Regions from separate parts of the Sus scrofa genome. Here regions 2, 3 and 4 are each linked to region 1. The links are chromatin contacts, called in public HiChIP or PLAC-seq maps. All regions are on one chromosome and are shown on one strand. The core of a region is the stretch at or near the end of the contact, and the rest is flanking DNA. Distances in the headings are between cores, read along the strand shown. Region 1 holds the start of MXI1 (max-interacting protein 1). Region 2 holds the start of SMC3 (structural maintenance of chromosomes protein 3). Region 3 holds the start of XPNPEP1 (xaa-Pro aminopeptidase 1). Region 4 holds the start of DUSP5 (dual specificity protein phosphatase 5).

Evidence for each region. HiChIP or PLAC-seq counts read pairs in DNA pulled down with a chosen protein or histone mark.
Region 2: a contact with region 1 is called in an H3K27ac HiChIP or PLAC-seq map of skeletal muscle. The contact joins the promoter of SMC3 here to the promoter of MXI1 in region 1. A contact is called at or near these places in 2 of 5 promoter capture datasets (fetal skeletal muscle and liver), 2 of 47 Hi-C or Micro-C datasets (alveolar macrophages and skeletal muscle) and 2 of 2 datasets of contacts at active chromatin or transcription factors (alveolar macrophages and skeletal muscle).
Region 3: an H3K27ac HiChIP or PLAC-seq map of skeletal muscle shows a contact between it and region 1. The contact joins the promoter of XPNPEP1 here to the promoter of MXI1 in region 1. A contact is called at or near these places in 1 of 47 Hi-C or Micro-C datasets (liver) and 2 of 2 datasets of contacts at active chromatin or transcription factors (alveolar macrophages and skeletal muscle).
Region 4: a contact with region 1 is called in an H3K27ac HiChIP or PLAC-seq map of alveolar macrophages. The contact joins the promoter of DUSP5 here to the promoter of MXI1 in region 1. A contact is called at or near these places in 1 of 47 Hi-C or Micro-C datasets (heart right ventricle) and 1 of 2 datasets of contacts at active chromatin or transcription factors (alveolar macrophages).

What each region holds. Positions count from the first base shown.
Region 1 is chr14:120,642,196-120,645,133 of Sscrofa11.1, reverse strand. MXI1 (max-interacting protein 1) reads right to left here and starts at 1,443. Exons shown (of 6, transcript XM_003133181.6): 1 at 928-1,443. The coding sequence starts at 1,189.
Region 2 is chr14:120,968,217-120,971,154 of Sscrofa11.1, reverse strand. SMC3 (structural maintenance of chromosomes protein 3) reads right to left here and starts at 1,526. Exons shown (of 29, transcript XM_005671452.3): 1 at 1,365-1,526; 2 at 1-59. The coding sequence starts at 1,379.
Region 3 is chr14:120,366,581-120,369,518 of Sscrofa11.1, reverse strand. XPNPEP1 (xaa-Pro aminopeptidase 1) reads left to right here and starts at 1,524. Exons shown (of 21, transcript XM_003133180.6): 1 at 1,524-1,858. The coding sequence starts at 1,827.
Region 4 is chr14:120,904,831-120,907,768 of Sscrofa11.1, reverse strand. It overlaps DUSP5 (dual specificity protein phosphatase 5), which reads right to left and starts at 1,429. Exons shown (of 4, transcript XM_003359366.4): 1 at 855-1,429. The coding sequence starts at 1,233. It overlaps LOC110256730 (a long non-coding RNA gene), which reads left to right and starts at 1,503. Exons shown (of 4, transcript XR_002338641.1): 1 at 1,503-2,938.

The sequences.
Region 1 (2,938 bases), core at 194-2,693:
TGGGGTGGGGGTGGGGGGAACAGCAGAAATCCACCAGCAAGGCACTTGCCTTCCTCGCCCAACGCGCTCACTAGGGAGCCGTCTCCCGGAAAATAAAGAAACCGCACATAGCAGCCCACACCTTCTTCCCCAACTATTGTTTCCTGAGAGATCCCAAAGTTTCCTTCTAGCTGCCTCCCCCTCGTCGAGTTTCCCGGGCGTAGGATGGCGGGTCCGGGGCAAGCTGCTGGCTCTGCCTGGCTTTACCGGCCTGTTTCTTTGGGGGGTACACCCCAGGGCAACAGAGGCGCAGGGGGACTGTATCCGTGGACGCGATGGCGTGAGCCCAGCCCTGCTGCGAGAGGAGAGGAAAAAGCAAAGTAGACAGGAGGGAGAAGCAGAGCCGTGCCAGCCCGAGCCCACGCTGTGGAGGGCTGTTTGGTTGTTGTTGTTATCGTTGTCGTGTGTGTCTGTGTGTTTTCTTTCTGGAACCGCTGAGCTCTGCCTATGGTTTCCAACTTTCGGCTTCTAATCCCCACCCCACCCAAGAACGAGCTTCAGAAAAACAACACTTGTCTGCCGGAGAAGGCTCCGGAAAAAAAAAAAAAAAAAAAAAAAAAAGGAAGAAAGGCGACCTCGAAGAGATGAGCTCTCGGCTCAGTTGTCAGCAAACAACAACACTCCCCCGGCTCCTCGGCCCAGCGGTCCTCCTAGCCTAGAGGAGACGGACAGACAGACGCACCGACAGCCCCCCCCGCCCCCGCTCGTCTTTGTTACATCTTTAGCAGCTTTGTGCGTGCGTGTCCTTTCTCCGGTGTCATCGGCTTTAATGCCGAGGGCTGGATGTGTGTGTTGGAGGGAGGGGGCCAAGCAGGCGACAGGGGTTGCCCAAGTGGGCGAGGAAGAAAGAGCCAGGCGCCGAGGAGGAGCCGGGGCCCCCAAACTTACTTTTGTTTTCTTTCTCGATCTGCTCCAGGTAGCTGGCGGCCTCGAGCAGAATCTGCACGTTTTGCAGAAAAGTGTTGATGTGCTTCTCCATCGAGTTCTCGCTGGTGTTGAAAATGTCCGAGAAGGGGCACCTGAGCTTGGCCCCCGCGGGCTCCTCTGGTTGGGCCGGGGGCTGGGGCGCGGCCACCGCCGGGGGCGCGGCGGGGGCCAGCCCCGCGCCCTCGCAGCGCGCTTCCTTGCGCGGCCGCCCGCGTTTGCCCATGGAGGGACCGGGGTCCGCCAAGCTCGTCCTCTTTTGGGGCTGCGCGGCTCGGCCGAGCTCCGGGCCCCAGGGGAGACCCGGCTGGCTGAAGCAACTAAAGCGCCGAGGCGAAGAGGCGACCTGACTTCCCGAGCCTTCTGCGTGCAGTTGTGTGTTTGAGTGTGTGTGTGTGTGTGTGTGCGTGTGTGTGTGTGTGTGTGTGTGTGTGTCGGTCTCGCAGTGGGTCTGTGTGTATGGGAGATTGAATGAACCTACAGGACGGACGGAGGCGCTCTGGCGCCTGGGTCCTAGTGCGAGCCTGTCGCCATCGGACCGGTCAAAATAAAAGGTGGAGACTAGCGCGGCGGGGACCGCCCCCTGCTAGTCCCTGCGTACTTCCCCGCCTCTCCCCAAATCTCACCACAGTGTAGAACGTATGGCTCTGAAAGCACCTGCAAAAAAACAAACGACTAGGCTATTTTTTCTTTACATAAAAATAATAATGCCTGACACATAGTAGGTTTCCAATAAATGGTAGCTGCTATGACTTAAAAAAAAAAAAAAGTCCAAAAAATCATCATATGTAATCCTCAGTTTTCTCCCCCCAATCCACACACTCATTCACAGAGGCCGGGGTGTCTGCCTTCACAGGACCAAATGAAATCCCCAGGCCACCATATCCCAGTTACAGATTTACTCACTCTTTCTGTCTCCCTTCAAATGCAATGTTATTTTCCAGGAAGGGGGAGGAGATGCAAGCATCTCTATCTACACTCCTCTTTCCCAGCCTTAGTCCAGCTGTGCAAAGCTCACAGTAGGATGCCTCCACACCTGGCCCTCTTTTATTTGACAGAAAGGCAGAAATGGCAGCCCAGGAACCTCCCACCTCTACCGCAGCTGAATTCCACCTTTTGGCTCTGAAGAGCCCCACCCAAGTTGACATAGTTTTCACTGCTCCAGCAGAGCTAACAGTTAGGGTGTACAGGAACCATTGATGCTTTCCAGATCTGGGGTGTGTGGTGGGAGTCAGGGCCCTTGGGAAGTGCCACAGAGAAGGATTCAAGTCCCAGCTCTGCTCTGTATAGGCTGCGTGAGCCTGGATGAGTCCTCTAACCTCTCTTGGCCTAAGTGTCCCCATCCATGAAAACTCTGATAAGAATAATGCATTAATTAAATTATAATCGCCCTTAGGATGCTGCCTGGCCCCTAGTAAGAGCTTTTGCTTGCAGTATAGATCCAGAGAAGAGGCTGAGTCCCCTACCTGCACCTAAGCAGGAAAATAAGTTGCAGGAAGCAAGACTTTTCTGCACTTTGTTGGAAAACATCTTTGCAATAAGCCCTTCTAAATATTGTCACCTTGCAAGGCCACCTGGAGTTTTCCTGCAGGGGAACTATTTACATAGAAGACATCATGAATGCTGCCCATGGATTTGTGCCACCCAGCTACCTTACTTAGAGACAGCTTTGTACACATTCGTCAGGAAGAATTTTACTGGAAATGGAAACTTTTTGGAAAAAAAGGAGAGAAAGTACATTTCTTTGTGAAGCCCCTTCCATGTAGAACAGTACACACACTCTCAGGAAAGTCTTGTGTGATTTTGGACTACAGTAACCCACTGCTGATATAACAGGAACAGTCAGTAACTGGCATTTTATAGCCAATATATTCACATTTTGTCCCATAATATAATCATACTACCCATACCCTCTGCTCATTTTCCATCTTGGTTGGTCTCTGCACCCTTTGGTTAGGGTAAAGGAGATTCTCAT
Region 2 (2,938 bases), core at 277-2,776, 330 kb before region 1:
GAACTGAAGGGGTCTACAATTGTTTGATCTCTGTAACTTCGAAATCCCTGGATAATAACCTGATAAATAAAAAAGGGATTTATCAAAACACACCCCAAAAGGAATAACTTCTATTTATTTATTTATTTATTTATTGTCTTTTTGCCATTCCTAGGGCTGCTCCCGTGGCATATGGAGGTTCCCAGGCTAGGTAGGGGTTGAATCGGAGCTGTAGCTGCCGGCCCAAGCCAGAGCCACAGCAACGCAGGATCCGTGCCGCGTCTGCAACCTACACCACAGCTCACAGCTCACGGCGACGCCAGATTCTTAAGCCACTAAGCAAGGCCAGGGATCGAACCGCAACCTCATGGTTCCTAGTCGGATTAGTTAACCACTGAGTCACCACGGGAACTCCAGGAATAATCTCTAAACTAACACCTTTTTGCACACCTTTCCGTCCTGGTTTCTCATTTAATGCAAGATAATAAAGTTTCCATTTCAGAGAAGAAAAACTCATTTTGGAAAAACGGTGATTTAAAAAAAAAATCAGTAACCACTGCCAATGTTGCTTTTTTAGGAGCGATAATTAATAACCTGTTAGGAAATTCTCAAAATCAAGCCCAAGGTCCGTAGGAACACTAAGCATTACAAGGCTGTAGTAAAAGCACATCAAACTTGCAGACCGGCCCCAGCTTTTCTGGGCGTCCCTGCCAGCCACACTCCGGCCCAGCCAGAATGAGCATCCCTTTCGTGGAACCGCTGCTCTGAGGCCAACACATCCGACAAGAGAAACTTCTCGCAGAGCGTGAATGGGTCCATCTTTGCGGTGGACTCCAGCGCGGGAAGACCATTTTGACAGAAGTAAACAACGGAATGAGGAGGCACTACGCACCGTGCAGGAAGGAGGAGCCTTCTCACTCCTTGGCTAAGTCGGGGAGGAGCAAACCCCCAGTTAGGCTGACACCCCCAGAGGCGCCCCCGGACTGGGGAGACCCCACCACCACCACCACCACCACACACTAAACGCCCTCGCGGAGCTGCCCAGGGCAGCAGGACGAAGCCTCTTCCCGTCCCGGGCCTCTCCCGCCCCGGCCCACCCGGGAAGACCTAGTGCCTCCAACAAGACAGCCCCGCCAGCCCCTCCACCCCTCTCCCCGAGCCCGCCCCCCTCAGGCGAGCGCCCTGCAGGGCCGCCGGGGCTGCAGGGAGGAGCCCCACTTCTCCGCGGCCCTGCGCTAGTGGGTCGGCCCTCTCCCCTCCCCCACACTCCCTGTCCAGCCCCGCGTCCACCCTGCGGGGAGATGTGAAAGGCCGCGACATCCTCGCCTCAAAGAGCGGTCCTCACGAGCCCGTGGCAGGGGAAAGGAGGGACACATAGACCTCACCTGCTTTATGTACATGGTTCCGGGCGCTCCTAGCCGGGGAGACGGCCTCCGCCGCAAAAAGCAACAGCGAGGGCGCGGGGTCTGGTGAGGAGCCTAGGAGACCCCTCCCCCCAGAGCGCCGCTCGCTCCCCTCCAGCCAAACAAAATGGCGGCGCCCGCGGAGGCGGAGTCCGCGCCTCGGACGGAACCACCCTCGCGACCCCCACGGAGCGTAGGGGGAATCAGGGTTAGGTCCGTTCTTTCTTTTTGGCAAAAGGAACCTTCTACGATGTCTTCAGGTGTATTTCACTTGATCCCTCAATTTTTAGCTGAACTTTTCTGGAGAAATTGTCGGAAGTTTCATTCAGAAAAGCCTCGATCGTGTGGTTGGCCCGTATTTCCTCCGAGCTCAGAGATAATGGTTGCGGCCAGAAGGGGGGAAAGGTTCGGCGCCAAAGCCGAGAGCTAGAGGCGGAGGGCCAGTAGCGGTGCGGGGCGGAGGTCACGTGGTCTCCGACTGTATAAAAATGGGACGACACCACTCCCGTCCCCCCCCAACCAACGCCGCGCGCGGGTCGTGCCATTCCCCCAAACCTGCTGAATGCAGGATCGGGGGCGGGACGGTGTTCGGCGAGCTGAATTCCGGCTGTTCCATTATTCTCTCTTACTCGGGGACTTTTATAAATTTAGAACGGCTCTCAATGGCTCTAGACTGTCCACTCGCAGGACAGCCCCATGTAAACTTGGCGCTGGAAAATTAGTTGTAATAATGTCATGGTTAATACCTCCGGAGCTGTTACTGCTTTATTTGCTATAAATCTAGGCAGATTGGACAACTGCAGCAACAAGATTTAGATAAGATTAAAAGTTCCCCCCAACCCCGCTTTTTTTTTTTAACAGTCTGAAAGCTAAGAGGCGCCAGTGGCAACCGTTGGTGTAGCTGATGTATATCAATCCTAGGGAAAAAACCATTTGATTAGAAATTGGGCCACTGTGAAGTTACTTGCCAACCAAGTTGGTCCCTCCTCACCACCCCTCCCACTGCCCTTGGGCAGTTCCAGCCCTATTTACTGGATTAGCATCTCTATACTGTTGATTTCTAACTCTGGGATCATAGACACATTGATATTGAAGTTTTAAGTCTTCTTTACTAACCTATAAAATGAGGATAAAACCATTTTCATGTTTAGAATTGCAGAAACAATGCATAAGGCTATTCTATTTACCTAAATTATAGAGGTATATAGATGAAAGCATGGTGACCAAACATTTATGATGTTCTTTACAGTGATGAGAGTTTTACTTATTTAGACATACTAAATGAATCTTATCCAATTGGTTTATATAACTTATACAGGCAGAAAAAAATAAAGATTAGTGGAAAACTAATATATAAAAATAAAATATAAAAGGTGATTTGAGAATTAACATTCTTGTATTATTTATTCTGTCTCTACTACAATATAAATCCAAGAGAGAAAGGGTTTATCTCGTTTCTGCTGTTTCTTTAGTAACTCATTCCTAGAAAGTACTCAGTAATTATTTAATGAAAAGTTTCAGGAGTTCTCTTACAGCACAGCAGGTTAAGGATCAGG
Region 3 (2,938 bases), core at 275-2,774, 280 kb after region 1:
CTCATAACTTGATCTTTCCCACCATTTTTCAGATGTGGGCTGGAACCAGTCATTTTATTTACAATCTTTTTTTTTTTTTTTTTCTGACTCCATAAAGTCGGGGAAATAGAACAGACATCTGCTACTTTCCAAGGTGCCACATCTTTTAGTTCTTTCATACTTTTTCTACAGGCCCAATTTAGTTTGTCTAAATGCTTATTGAATAACAACTAGAACTCCAAGCTCTTGCAGGAAGCAGAACCTACTTGATACAGGTGTATAAGGCCTTCCCCAAGGTCAAAGCAAGACGAGTAGATGGCTTTAAAAAGATGGTCACTGTCATTTAGCAAATATATCTGAAGCGCTGACTCAGTGCCAGATGCTGCTCTAAGCACCAGGGTCATAAAAATGAACAAGAGAGCCAGCGTTCCTACCCTTAAGTACTGCACATTCTGAGAACATTCACTCATGCAAAAAAATATGTAATGAGCACTTACTACAGGTCAGGTTTTGCTCATCATTAAAAAACACAGTTTATATTACTATACTATACTAATGACAATGGCACATGTGCACGTGTGTGTGTGTGTGTAAGGTGGGGGGCAGAATACAACACACATAAATACATTCTTTATCATGTTAAAAGGTAATAAGTGCTATTGAAAAAAACAGCAGTGTAAGAGGATTAGCCACCTTGGGGGCTGTTTACAGATTTAAATAGGGTGATCAGGGTGGGTCCATTGAAAAGGTAATACTTGAGCAAAGATTTGAAGGCAAAGTGAGGAAAAGGTAAGGAAGGGAGCTTGGGTATTTGGGGAAGAACAAGTCCAAAGGCCCTGGGGCATAAGGATGCCTGGCTTTATCAAGGATAGCAAGGAGATCAGGTTCATTGCGACAGAGTGAACAGTGTGGAAACAGAAGGAAATGGTTAGGGGCAAAGCAAGCAGAGCTTTTAGCCTGAGTGAAATGAGGAACCATCAGAAAGTGCTAAGTAGATCAGGGGCATGATTTCAGACTTCAAAGAATTGACCTGGCTGCTGTGTTTAGGCTAGACCTTGTGGGTGCCCAAGGCATTAGGGAAGTCAGTGGAATCAATCACAAGGGCAAGGCAGTAGCGATGCAGACCTAGAGGTGGGACAAGGGGGACAGGTAGTGAGAAGTGGTTAGATCAGTCTTGAAGACGCGGCCAAAACGATTTTCTAAGACAGGATGTGGAGTGTGAAAGAGGAGGCAGGGATGACTCCAAGATCTAGTCGCTGATTGCTTGGTAGAGCAAGGTTTTGCTTTGTTTTGGTGCGTTGGTTGTGGGGGGTGGGGGTGGGCACCAGCGCCATTCATACATGTCAAGTTTGAGGTGCCTATTAGCTATCCAAGTGTTGTGAGCAGCTGGATTTTGCCTGTATGAGTGATTTAGGAGAAATGCTAACGCCTCAGGAAGTGAGACCGCGCTGAGGTACTACTTCCATAACTGATCACGTCCTCCTCCTAAAGGCTGGAAAATCCCTGAAGGGAATTTCATCGCGCCTTAATCCCTTCAGCAGACAGAGCCCTTCTTTTACCTCTTTGGGGAATGGCGAGAAAAATGAACAGCAATAACCCGACGCTGCACGGCTTCCATCCCCTAACTCGCCGAAGGGAAAGAAGCCATGCGGGTTGCGGTGGGAATGCAGATACGTCCCCAGCGGCGGGCGGGGCCTGAAGGTGGGCGGGGCCGCGGCGCCGGCGCACGCCACAGAGGGGGGCGTGGCCGGCTCGGCGCGCGCGCCCCCCTCCTTTCCTTCCGCAGGCCCACCGGTGATCAGCTGGTCTGCGCTCCTCTGACGTGAGCCTGGGCACGTCACCGCCGAATGGCAGCCTCCAGAAAGGCACCGCGAGTAAGGTGAGGGGAATGTGCCGGGGAGCCGGCGTCCGGGCATCGCGCGGCCCCCGGGGCCCGGGCGCGCCTGTTGCACTCCGCAGGGCAGGGACAAGCGGGTGAGGCGCTGCAGGCAGCCCACTGCAGTCGGGCGCCGGCCAGGGATGGCCGGAGCCCCTCGAGCCAAGGCAAGGGGAGGGAGCCTTGCAGCCGGGCAAGTTCCGGTTCGTTTCCGGTGGGGCCTCTGGCAGCCCTGGGCAGCCCGAACCGCGTCCTCGCACGAGAGTGTGTGCGGAGGTGCAGCGCTCGGCCGGAGGGAGCTGTGGCCATCGCCGCCCCTTCCTCGGCTAGGCTAGAAGGCCCCGCTATAGGAGGAAATTGACCCCTTCTGGCTTCTCCCGGGGCCGGGGAGGTGGGCGAGCCCTCGACCTCGCCCTCGCCCCTCTATCCTGAGAATCTAATCTTCAAAGTACAACCGTGACAATGTGACACCTGCAGTTCGACTTGCTGATCTGTCACCACTACAAGGATAGGCCACCACGGGCCCTTCCCTACCCAAGTGGTTTCAGAGGTCGTGTAAGGGAATACTTTGATATCATCCTACCAGTAACCTGCCCTGGGTACTCCCTGGATGCAGGGAGGTGAGAAGGATAATCCGCTGGTCTCACATTGAATAGGTTTCAGCCTAGTCTTCCCCTACAATCAAGGTGTACTTATCAGAGCAGCTAACAAACTGAGAGATATGTTGAGAATTCCCAATGGCCAGAAACCAAATTCCCTGGCAATCTACATGGGGTCAGCCATCCTCTGACCAGTTGAAACTTGGCAGCATGGCCCGGCTCACTTGCTGAACACAGGCCGTGGCTTGTGCTTGTGTTTGTGAGCTGACAGATCTCAGGCCAAACTTGACCTGGCCTTGGCTTCCGCAGAGCGTGTTAGGGATGAGTAGAGAACCTGCCCAGCCCTGTGGAAGGGTGTTTGAGGTGCGGCTAACCTGCATGGGAATAGGGCTGCTGGAAATGGGGTACCACAAGTGGATAATGAGTTAGGGCCTAGGCTGAGAAGTAGCCTTTGAGGACCTAGTTGGTCTTTGATGGGCTCACG
Region 4 (2,938 bases), core at 180-2,679, 260 kb before region 1:
AATTACCCACTCACCACCGAAGCCATTGCCCCCAGAAGGTGTAATGGGCAGACTGGTGACACAGCTTTTGAGAGTTTCAAATAAAAGGCGACACAACCCCCTTCGCAACCACCCTGTGGCACCTCTCCTAGGTCCTGGCTCGCTGGGCCAGCCTCCCCCGCGCTGGCAGACAGCGTTAGGGTCGCTGGGTTGGGCCACGACCCGTCTAGGAAGGGGACGAGAAGGTGGAAGAGATGGGAAGGCTGTCAGCTCCAAACTGAGCTAGAGAAAAGCCTGGAGGCGAGAAGGGGAAGCTGAGGGACAATAAAAAGCAATAAAATGAAATGGAAAGGAAGGGGAGGGACTGCCAGGGTCAAAAGGCAAGAGGGTCGATGAAGACACAGCCTAACGTAGGTTAATTGTCCAGGAGGGAGGAAAGGGGACACCGCGGCGCCACGCTCCTGGGGGAGGGGGTGGTCCCGACCTGCGGATTCCGCCAGGTCCGTCCATTAGGACGGCTCCGGAGCATAGGCCCCAGCGAGAGCGGGTAAGCCCGCGCCAGGAAACGGGGCCACTGCCCAGCACAAGCCAGCGGGCCCCCAGCTGCGTAAGCGACCCCATCTTCCCCGGCGGGCAGACCGTCAGGCGCTTTCGAGGAACGCGGGTGGGGAGGGGAAAGCCGTGAGCGCTGACATTGGCGGTGCCCTCCCCGGAGCACGTCAAGCCCCAGGGTGCAGACTCCCGCCAGTGGAGAACTTCCCGGGTTCCAGGGTGGAGGAGGGCGGCCGGCGCCAGAAGGCGACTTCAGAGTCCGGGGCCGTCCCGGCGAGGAGTCAGGTAGAGTGACGGGGGATCCGCGGCCCTGGCTCACTCACCTTTGAGGAAGTAGACTCGCGGGCCGGCGGGGAGGCAGGCGAGCAGCGAGGTGAGCACGACGCGCGCGGCACTCTCTTCGCGCAGCTTCTGCCAGTGGCGGCTGCCCTGGTCCAGCACGACTACGGCCGCCACGCCGCCGCCACCCTCTTGCAGCAGCCGCGCGCGCGCCGCCTCGTCGGGCAATACGTAGCGCGCCGACACCGCACCGCCGCGGGCCCTCCGCAGCACCACCGAGTTGAGGTTGACGTTGAGCGAGCCGCGCACGCTGGAGGCGGCGAAGGCCAGGTAGGGCCGGCAGTCGAGCACCACACAGCGCGCCGCCGCCTCCTTGCGGAGCATCTTGCGCAGCTGGCGCCCGTCGAGCGACGTGACCTTCATGCCGCCGCCCAGCGGCCGCGCGCCGGGCACCCCGCAGGTGCCGACGGCCAGGATGCCGGCCAGCGAGGCCCGGGAGGGCAACCCGCGGGGCTGCGGCCGGCCGACCGAGCCCGGCGCCGGAGCGGCAGCTCAACTCTTCTTTCCCGCCCCCTACGCTCGGCGCCCGGCCCGGCCACTCGCCGCCCCAGAAGCCGGGGATTCCGCCGGCGGCGCTGGGTTTTAAGCGAATGGGTGTGTGGCCTATGACGTGGCTGCCCATATAAGGCCAAATATGGGTATTTCCCCGCCCCTTCGGGCTGTGGCCACGCCCCCAGGGAGCGGGACGCGCGGGGCGGTCGCCAAGCGTTAGTCAGCCGGAGAAAGAGGAAGTGGAAGGCGCCTCCTGTGCTCTCTGTGGCGTTGCGCGGAGACACTCACTCGCGCATCACCGGGGACTGACGGTGGGGTGTCAGGAACGCCACGAGGCCGAGGTGACCCACGCTGTGCGGGAAGAGGAGGAAGCGGAGGAGGCAGAGCCGGCGCCGCACCAGCGGGCTTTGAGTTTCATAGACGTAGGTTCAGAACCTGCTGGGGGCCATGCCAGGCACTGCTGTAGGGAGAGCAAGGGGAGCCCTCGGCTAGTGCCCCCAGATGAGTCAGAAGTAGATTTCGATCCTTACGGGTCTTTACGCGGGAAATGAGATGATGGTGGAATTTGCTCCAAGGGCTGGGCTATTGATGACTGAAGATTGGGCTTGTTTTGGTAATCATTGAAGCTTGGTGATGGGTACCTGGGGATTCATTATATTGTTTACTCTACTTTCCTTTATATTTTGAAATTTCCCATAAGAAAAGTACCTAGAAGTAAAAATGGAGAGAGAAGAGCCAAAAATTAATCTCCCCAAATGGATTCTGCCCTCAAAGGATTGATGGTCCTTTGTCACACTCCCAATAATAATTAGAATAATTGTTTTTGAGAAACTCTTCTCTGCCTCCCAGAAAATCCGTCCTGAGTTCAGCTGCAGCATCAACATGCGCTGTTGATGGAGCTCAGCACAGCCAACTGTCCAGGTGGCTTCTGGATTTGAGGGATTATCTGTGGATCAAGTATAATCTCAGGCTGTCTGACCCCACCAGTCCCCAGCAGTTCAGGCTTCCCATCCCCAATCTTGGGGAACTGGACGTGATTCACCCATTCAGCAAGTATTTAGTGAGGGTCAGCTTTGTGCCCTACCAGCTGCAGGGACATGCATGAGGGAAACAAGCTTCTATCCCAAAATCAGGACCAACCATTTTGTCGTGAGTGTGATGAGGAAGGAGGCTGCCTGATGGAAACACCAGGAGGGGCTTGTTTACTACCAACAGAGGGAATGAGGTTTTTAGGAGGAAGCAGAAATCAAATTCTGAAATCAAATGCAATCAAACCAGGCACAGATAGCCAGCTATTGCCTCTGGGTCTCAGCTGCCCTCTGTTAAGAGGTGCTGTCCTTGCTCTGTCAGTGGCATCTTAATTAATATGTGTTGTAGGCAGAGCAAGGGTTTTCTTTCTTTTGGGGATTATCCGTGCCAGCCTTCCCTGCATTCTGCTCCTCCTCCAGTGTCACCAGAACCATCCACCCCCTGACATTTCAACCTAAGACCAACCTCCACACACATGGAGCACCCACATGGCCAGGCTCTGTATTGGTTGCTAGAAACTAAAGTAAGCAGGCTCACTCTCTCCAGC